Linked DNA regions of Mus musculus: region 2 is linked to region 1. The links are chromatin contacts, called in public Hi-C maps. All regions are on one chromosome and are shown on one strand. Each heading gives the region's core, a stretch centred on a gene start, on an enhancer-like site or on the middle of the called end of the contact. The rest is flanking DNA. Distances are from core to core; before and after follow the strand shown. Region 1 has its middle 94 kb from the start of Gm5084. Region 2 has its middle 6.7 kb from the start of Gm35333.

Region 1 (3,447 bases), core at 623-3,122:
TAACTCAGACACGGGGACTCAGGACAAGCCTTGCAGGGACTGGTATTCTCTGCCGTTTCGATCCGTGGGAACTTACCCTTCTGCGTTTACTTTTGTAACTATCCGTCCTGGTTCTAAATGAGTGTGCTCTAAGACACAGCTTAACAAAAGTGTACTTCAGTATTGGTCAACAAAGTTCATTCCCACTTGTCCTCTTAAGCATTTTGTGGAGACAGAGTTGACATGCAAAAACTTGTTTGTATTTAATGTATGCAACTTTATAAGCTTTGAAATAAGTACACCTGTTGAAACATCACCACCATGTATGCATTGAGCCTGCAAATGTGGGAACCTTCCCTCCCTCTCTATCTCGTTGTATTATTGTTGCCTTTTGGCACATAATACTTTACATGAGAGCTACTGCCTTAGCAAAATTTCCCATGGCCAACATGGTATTGTCGATTTCAGGCACTGTGCTACAGTTGCGGTTTATTTTGTGTATCTGAGACGTTTGCCAATTGATCAATACAAATAAAGTATGACTCTCCTTTGAGAAGTAGAGTGTGCACCACCCACACCTTGCTGTCTTCTTCCTCTAAGCTCCTCTCTCTGTCTCTGTCTCTGTCTCTGTCTCTGTCTCTCTGTCTCTCTTTGCCTCTCTCTCTCTCTCTCTCGTGCTTAATTCTGTGTTCAGATCCCTCCTGGCCAACTCAGACTTGGCCTGCTTATGACTCATCCTAATCGTCATTTCTGTTGAAGAGTCTAGGGTCAGGGTTTCAATAGATAGCTTGTAAAGACATCCTCACCCCACTGTGGACCACAGCTTGGAGCTGTGTTTCTGGCCCAAGCACTTATGCAAAATGAATAGCTGAAAGAGCATGGCTGCTACGCTCTAGATCAGTGGTTCCCAACCTTTCCGATGCTGTGACCCTTTAATACACTTACTCATATTGTGGTGACCCCAACCATAACATTATTTTTGTTGCTACTTCATAACTGTAATTTTGCGGCTGTCATGAGTCATAATGTAAATTTCTCTGTTTTCTGATGGTCTTAGGCCACCCTGTGAAGGGTCATTTGACCCCCAAAGGGGTAGTGACCCACAGGTTGAGAATCACTGTTCTAGAGTCATGTCTAGTACTGTCAAAGCATCCAACGCAACGCCATTGCCCCAGTTCCTCCCACACTGGGATCTTATCTCTTCAGTTCTGTGAGCCCAGTCTGCTCAGGATCTAGGGATCCTCAGAAACAGTGTTCTCCCATTACAAAAGAAAACTTAGAAAAAATGAGAAGCAAAATGTGACCTCCACATCTTGGGAAATATCCATGCGTGCACAGCTTGCCAAGTGTTGAAGTGTGTCCATGACCCACAGTGCACTTACATGTCATTACTTCCTGAGATTGCAGAGATCTCCTGTAGAGGCCTAGCCCCTTGAGGGTAAGAGCTGCCCTGGAAGAGGGAAGAGCATCCTCTGTCACATCAATGCTCTGACATTCATGTGGCTATGTGTCCTCTGAGAGGCACCATAGTCCCATGTCCCTCCCCCTTCCTCCCCTTTTCCACATTTCGAGAGTTGGGCCTTTTGGCTCCTTCCCAGGGAACAGTTGCTTCCAGTGGAGAGTCTTGTGGGCCCAGGGTTCATGGGAGCCTCCCACTTGATAAGTGCCCTTCCCAGAAGTAGCATTTGTCCTGGGAGACCTGAGGAACATCACATTTTAAAATCAGTGTCCCCTTCGATACAGAAATATGACTAATTTGTTGAAATTAGAGATAGCATCTTATTGCTTTTAGGAGCAGAATAAAACCTCTCAAGCCACAGCGAATTGTGAGCCCTGGGGCTCTGGCCTCTCATTAAGTTTAAAATGAGGGAGAATTTCCAGATCCAGACACAGAGGGCTCTTTCTCTTCAGATTTGCTCTGCGTGCCTCTTGTGTGTAGAAATTCAACACGACCTCGAGGAGACTGGGGATGAGCCAGGCATTGTGATTGATAGAGAGCACTTGGAGCCAGACCAATGCAGATAGACCATCCTTGCTTACAACAGAGACAATTAAAATGCAGGATTGCTAACCCCAATCTCACCCTGGTCTCAGGAGAGTGCCGTAGACCTGACTTTGATGGTACAGTTCTCAAGTCCTCTCAACACATACACTAAGAGGTAGACAGACATCCCTGTAAACCCAGAAATACTTGAGTCTAATTTTTAATTGTTTTCTTTTGTCTGAGAAAGGATCTAGCCCTAACCCTAACCCTAACCCTTTTTTTGTTTGAGAGCTAGGCTGCTCTCACATTTGTTATGTATCCTAAACTTGAACTCTCAGCAGTCTTCCTGCCTCAGCCTCCACACACTCTGGGATGACAGACAAGTGCCACCACACCTAGCTTTCCATTTGACTTTAAGCTGAGAGAGGTTTGTGGGGAGAAAGCTTGCAGATTGATCATCAAACAATTACCGTGTCTCAGCACCATAGAAAACGAAAGCCCCGAGGTCTTTGCTGTATTCCTGTCCTTCTCCCTACCCTGGAGCAAAGCTCGTTAGGTCAGTCATTTTACATATTGACCTTTCATGTCATATTAAGGAGAAATATGCATTTATCCATGCTAGGTATGCCCATATCCAGGTATTTAAATTTAATGCCCCTGATTCCCACACACTTTTGAAACTGACATTGTTAACACTGTTGGGGGAGGGGGGGCGGCTAAGCTACATTGTCACACAGACATTAGACATCAGGTTGGAAAACGTGTTTTCCCTGTGGATATGCAGTTTAATACCAACCAAAGGTCTCTGCAAAGTGGTTCCAGAGTTTCTTCCCACTTTTCTAAAATAGGAAGTAGTGCAAAGTCGAGCAAAAATGTAGATATTCGTTTTCAGCCTAAAATATGTCCTCTCTTCTTGCCAGGGAGCCCAAGTTGGCCTTGACCCTCCTGCCTTTGATTTTCCAGTGCTGGGATCCACAGTGTGAGCCACCACACCTGATAGGACCTCCGGTTCTTTGAAGATAACTGTCATGTCACCTGGCATTTGTGCAGTTTCCTATTATGAGATAATTGTCAGTCAGTCTGTCTGTCTGTCTGCCCACCTAGGGATGTGTAAGCTGCATGTGAACTGATGGGCTATGATTTCTGTTTTCTTCTCGGCTCTATCCCTGCATCTGAGTGAGTCTTGACATACTGAGCATGTACAAGAAAGGCCCATTGACAAGTCTCAGCCAGGTTCAGTGACCCTGAGCTCTTTGGGGGCCACTGCATCATGCTCTGTGAGTTCTTTGCCTCCTGTCCTATCTCTAAACAAAGTCTTCTCTGCCCACTGTGACCTGACTGGAGTCTCCTCACTACTGTGTTTGGTTGCATGAAGACTGTGTTCCGACGCACCCCCCCCCCCCGCCTTGCCCTCCTCTCCCCTCCGCTCCCCTCCCCTCCCTCTACCTTCCTTCTTCTTCTTATTTGATCAAACGTGACTTAAG
Region 2 (3,761 bases), core at 907-3,406, 140 kb after region 1:
AAACTTACCTGAAGCCTCATATCGCTTCTGTGTTACTGATTGTACATGCTAATGCAAGCAATCATAGCCAGAAGGGGAGTGGAAGAGGCGGGGGGGGGGGGGGGAACAACACTTGTAAACTAAAACCAGGCAGACTGAGGTAAATTGATTTAAAGCACCCCCCGTGCAGATCTACACATGAAAGTGTTAGGAACAGCCATGGCCAGTGCCACACTCGGTCTTTGTGAGCATCAAAATTTAAAGCCTCGCCTTCTGTCTTTGATCTCCTGAACAAACTTCAACCTCCCCTCTCACATGTGCCTTATTTTTAGGCCATCTTCCTCTGACTGTGAGTTTTCCTGCAAGTATGTCCCTGGTTTTAAGGAGTTTTGTTCTACCTGAGAAGATTAAAAAGTGCCTCTATGGGGAGAGAGAGGTGGTTCAATGGTTAAGAGCACTGGTTACTCTTCCAGAGGCTGTGAATTTTAATCTAGTGTGTCAGCGGCAGCATACTCATATACATAAAATCAGTAAATAAATCTTTTTTTTTTCAAAAAGTACTTTTATGCCTTTGAATCGCATGCAGTCTGCAGGGTAGCTTGCTCATGGCAGCCATTGAAGTGTGTTAGCCCCTGTTAGCATCAAAGGGGTGGTAGGTATTTGGCTTTCCCTCGCAGTGTGCTCCCAGTTCAGAGGCAGCTGAGAGACACAGAGTTGTATCGATGGAGCTGAAGTGTGGGCTGTTTTGGCAGGTGTGTTGTGAATAGGGGTGCTCCTTCTGCCCTTCCTTCCAGCTCCTTTTAGAATCAGACAAACAAGACTACAAGTCCCACTGGTGCAACTCAACTGGCATATAGCAAATAGACCCTTTTTGGAGAGAAAGATCTAGAACATACTGAATCCAAAGAGCCAAATTTGTACACCTTGTGCTCTAAGCCATAGGAAGATTAATCAGCTCTTATCCTTCTGGGAGGAGATCATACCAGGCTTAAAAACAAGGATTCTACTTTGCTTTTCAGGGTTAGGAGCTCCATCCTCTCTGAAAGGAATAGGGCATCTTCCCATTTAAATTCCACAGATGCCTGGCTCTTTTCTCCACCCCACCCCCCACCCCCGGATGCTAATCTACTGTCCTGAGAGGGCCCTTGATATTTATTATGTGCCAAACCCAACACCAAGCACATAATTCAAGATAACCCCCTCATAAATTCCGTGATAGGATTTATATATCCCAGATGGGTAGGTGTTTTGATCTTTAGAACAGCACAGATTTTTATAATTCACACAGTGCCCTGCAATACGCTCAGCACTGTTCCTGAAGCTTCCTGTGGAGCTCCTGTGTGCTGGGAGATTAGAGCAAAGACAGTGAATGACTGGAAAGCTTGAGGAATCTGTTCTGAGAATGCTCATACATGGGTTTGGCTGTGTGTGATTTATTCTTTAAGCATGGTCTCTACGGGGTCTGAAGAGCATGTGTTGCTTGCGCTTCCAGAGGATCTGAGTTCTACTATCAGCACCCATATTAGGCAGCTCACAACTACGTGTAACTCCAGCTCTGCTGTGGAAGGGTCTGGGGCACTTCTTCTGACCTTTGTGGGTACCTACACACACGTGCACATCTCTGCAACACGCACACAAACACACACACACACTTTAAAATAAAAATAAAGAATGGCTGTGACACTTTGTCCCTGCACATCATGTTGGCAGGACAGATTTTAGGTTAAAGGCTTCACAGTTGGGCTGATGAGAGAATAAACTAATTTAAAAATAAGCAGTTCTGACCCTTAAAATATTGTTTTCTCTGACTCTTTTCAAATGCTTAAGGTCGAAACAGTTAGGAAAGATCTGTCTGTAAGATGCCTGGGAGTGACAGAATGAGTTGCTGTTCCCCCACTCATGGTCTGAAAGAAACTAGAGTTCTTCATGCCTGTCGCAGAAAAAGACCCCTCCAGTATGCTGCTTTAAATCGCCATGCACAGCTAGAGATCTTGACAAGGTAGAAGTGCTCACAGTTATCAGCTTTCAAGGAGGGGTTTTAGTGGTTTTAGTAGTCTAGGTAAATGAGATTAGTTGCTAGGGTAAACAGGTCTAAATCTTGGGGGTTAATCTAGCACAATAAACATTTCTTTACAGCCCTGGGCCTCCGTCCAACCTTGTCAGAGGACGATTTGACTCCTTGCTTTGGATCCATCTGTGCCCTCTGCTTCCTCTGGGTCTTCTCAATACTTCACGATCACCCAGAGTATAGGAAAAAAAGAGTAAGAACGGGTGTTAGAATGCTTGGCGGGGTTTAGTTTTCAAAGGAAACTAGAATAAACAAAGTTTGATGTGGCAGAACTCCAGTGAGCCTGATTTTGATAATTACGTATGTGTTTTAATATGATGCTTCACCCCACAAACACATGTGTTAATATGAGGCTTAACCCCAAAACACATGTGATGGCTAAGCTTAGTTAAATATTTTTAGTTTACAAAACATTAGGGGAATAAAAAAGAGACCAAGAATCTTACTTTCCACAAAAGCAAGGTCTAGAACTAGGAGACACCCACTTCTATCTGGAGCTCAGTCACATGTACCCCTGAGGGATGGAGCACCGAGGAAGCACAGGGCTGGAGTCTCATGGACTAAAAACCATCTTTTGCTACAGGTGTTAAATATAGCTAGGATCAAAAGAATCCAGTCACAGGAGAGCATAGATTACATCATTCAGTTCTTAAAAAAATGTCAAGGACAAGTTAGTCTATGGTGATAGACATCAATTGTAGCTGTTTAGAGCTCGAAGGAGTTGGGATGGGGTGATGACTAGAGACTGCACAGTAGAAGTGCAACATAGTTACAGTTGTGCATCACAGTAGAAGTGCAACATAGTTACAGTTGTGCATCACAGTAGAAGTGCAACATAGTTACAGTTGTGCATCACAGTAGAAGTGCAACATAGTTACAGTTGTGCATCACAGTAGAAGTGCAACATAGTTACAGTTGTACATCACAGTAGAAGTGCAACATAGTTACAGTTGTGCATCACAGTAGAAGTGCAACATAGTTACAGTTGTGCATCACAGTAGAAATGCAACATAGTTACATTTGTACATCACAGCGGAAGTGCAACATAGTTACAGTTGTATATCACAGTAGAAGTGCAACATAGTTACAGTTGTGCATCACAGCAGAAGTGCAACATAGTTACATTTGTACATCACAGTAGAAATGCAACATAGTTACAGTTGTGCATCACAGTAGAAGTGCAACATAGTTCCAGTTGTGCATCACAGTAGAGGTGCAACATAGTTACGGTTGTACATCACAGTAGAAGTGCAACATAGTTACAGTTGTACATCACAGTAGAAGTGCAACATAGTTACAGTTGTGCATCACAGTAGAAATGCAACATAGTTACAGTTGTACATCACAGTAGAAGTGCAACATAGTTACAGTTGTGCATCACAGTAGAAATGCAACATAGTTACAGTTGTGCATCACAGTAGAGGTGCAACATAGTTACGGTTGTACATCACAGTAGAAGTGCAACATAGTTACAGTTGTACATCACAGTAGAAGTGCAACATAGTTACAGTTGTGCATCACAGTAGAAATGCAACATAGTTACAGTTGTGCATCACAGTAGAGGTGCAACATAGTTACGGTTGTACATCACAAATGACTGTAAACTAAAACCACTAAACACTGCAGTGTTGGTGGGTTATATGGGACACCCAAATAAACATCTATCTTTAATAACCTTTTTAAAAGGCAAGATCAAATTCAAAGGTATGCAATG

What was found. A called contact is a pair of places that touch in the nucleus more often than the background predicts.
Region 2: a Hi-C map of uterus shows a contact between it and region 1, with 1.6 times the contacts expected there. The contact joins two enhancer-like sites. A contact is called at or near these places in 7 of 39 promoter capture datasets (the 3T3-L1 cell line, 3T3-L1-derived adipocytes, cranial neural crest and 2 more), 10 of 484 Hi-C or Micro-C datasets (the 3T3-L1 cell line, the HL-1 cell line, the N1E-115 cell line and 2 more) and 2 of 115 datasets of contacts at active chromatin or transcription factors (embryonic fibroblasts and heart atrium).

What each region holds. Positions count from the first base shown.
Region 1 is chr13:60,297,344-60,300,790 of GRCm38.p6, forward strand. No RefSeq gene overlaps it. Among named protein-coding and RNA genes, the nearest start is that of Gm5084, 94 kb to the left of the region's middle. Within about 2 kb of position 1,873, at least 36 of the 459 cell types and tissues checked have an H3K27ac peak or open chromatin away from gene starts, as enhancers often do. A contact at or near this core is called in uterus, where this site is marked.
Region 2 is chr13:60,439,550-60,443,310 of GRCm38.p6, forward strand. No RefSeq gene overlaps it. Among named protein-coding and RNA genes, the nearest start is that of Gm35333, 6.7 kb to the left of the region's middle. Within about 2 kb of position 2,157, at least 16 of the 459 cell types and tissues checked have an H3K27ac peak or open chromatin away from gene starts, as enhancers often do. A contact at or near this core is called in uterus, where this site is marked.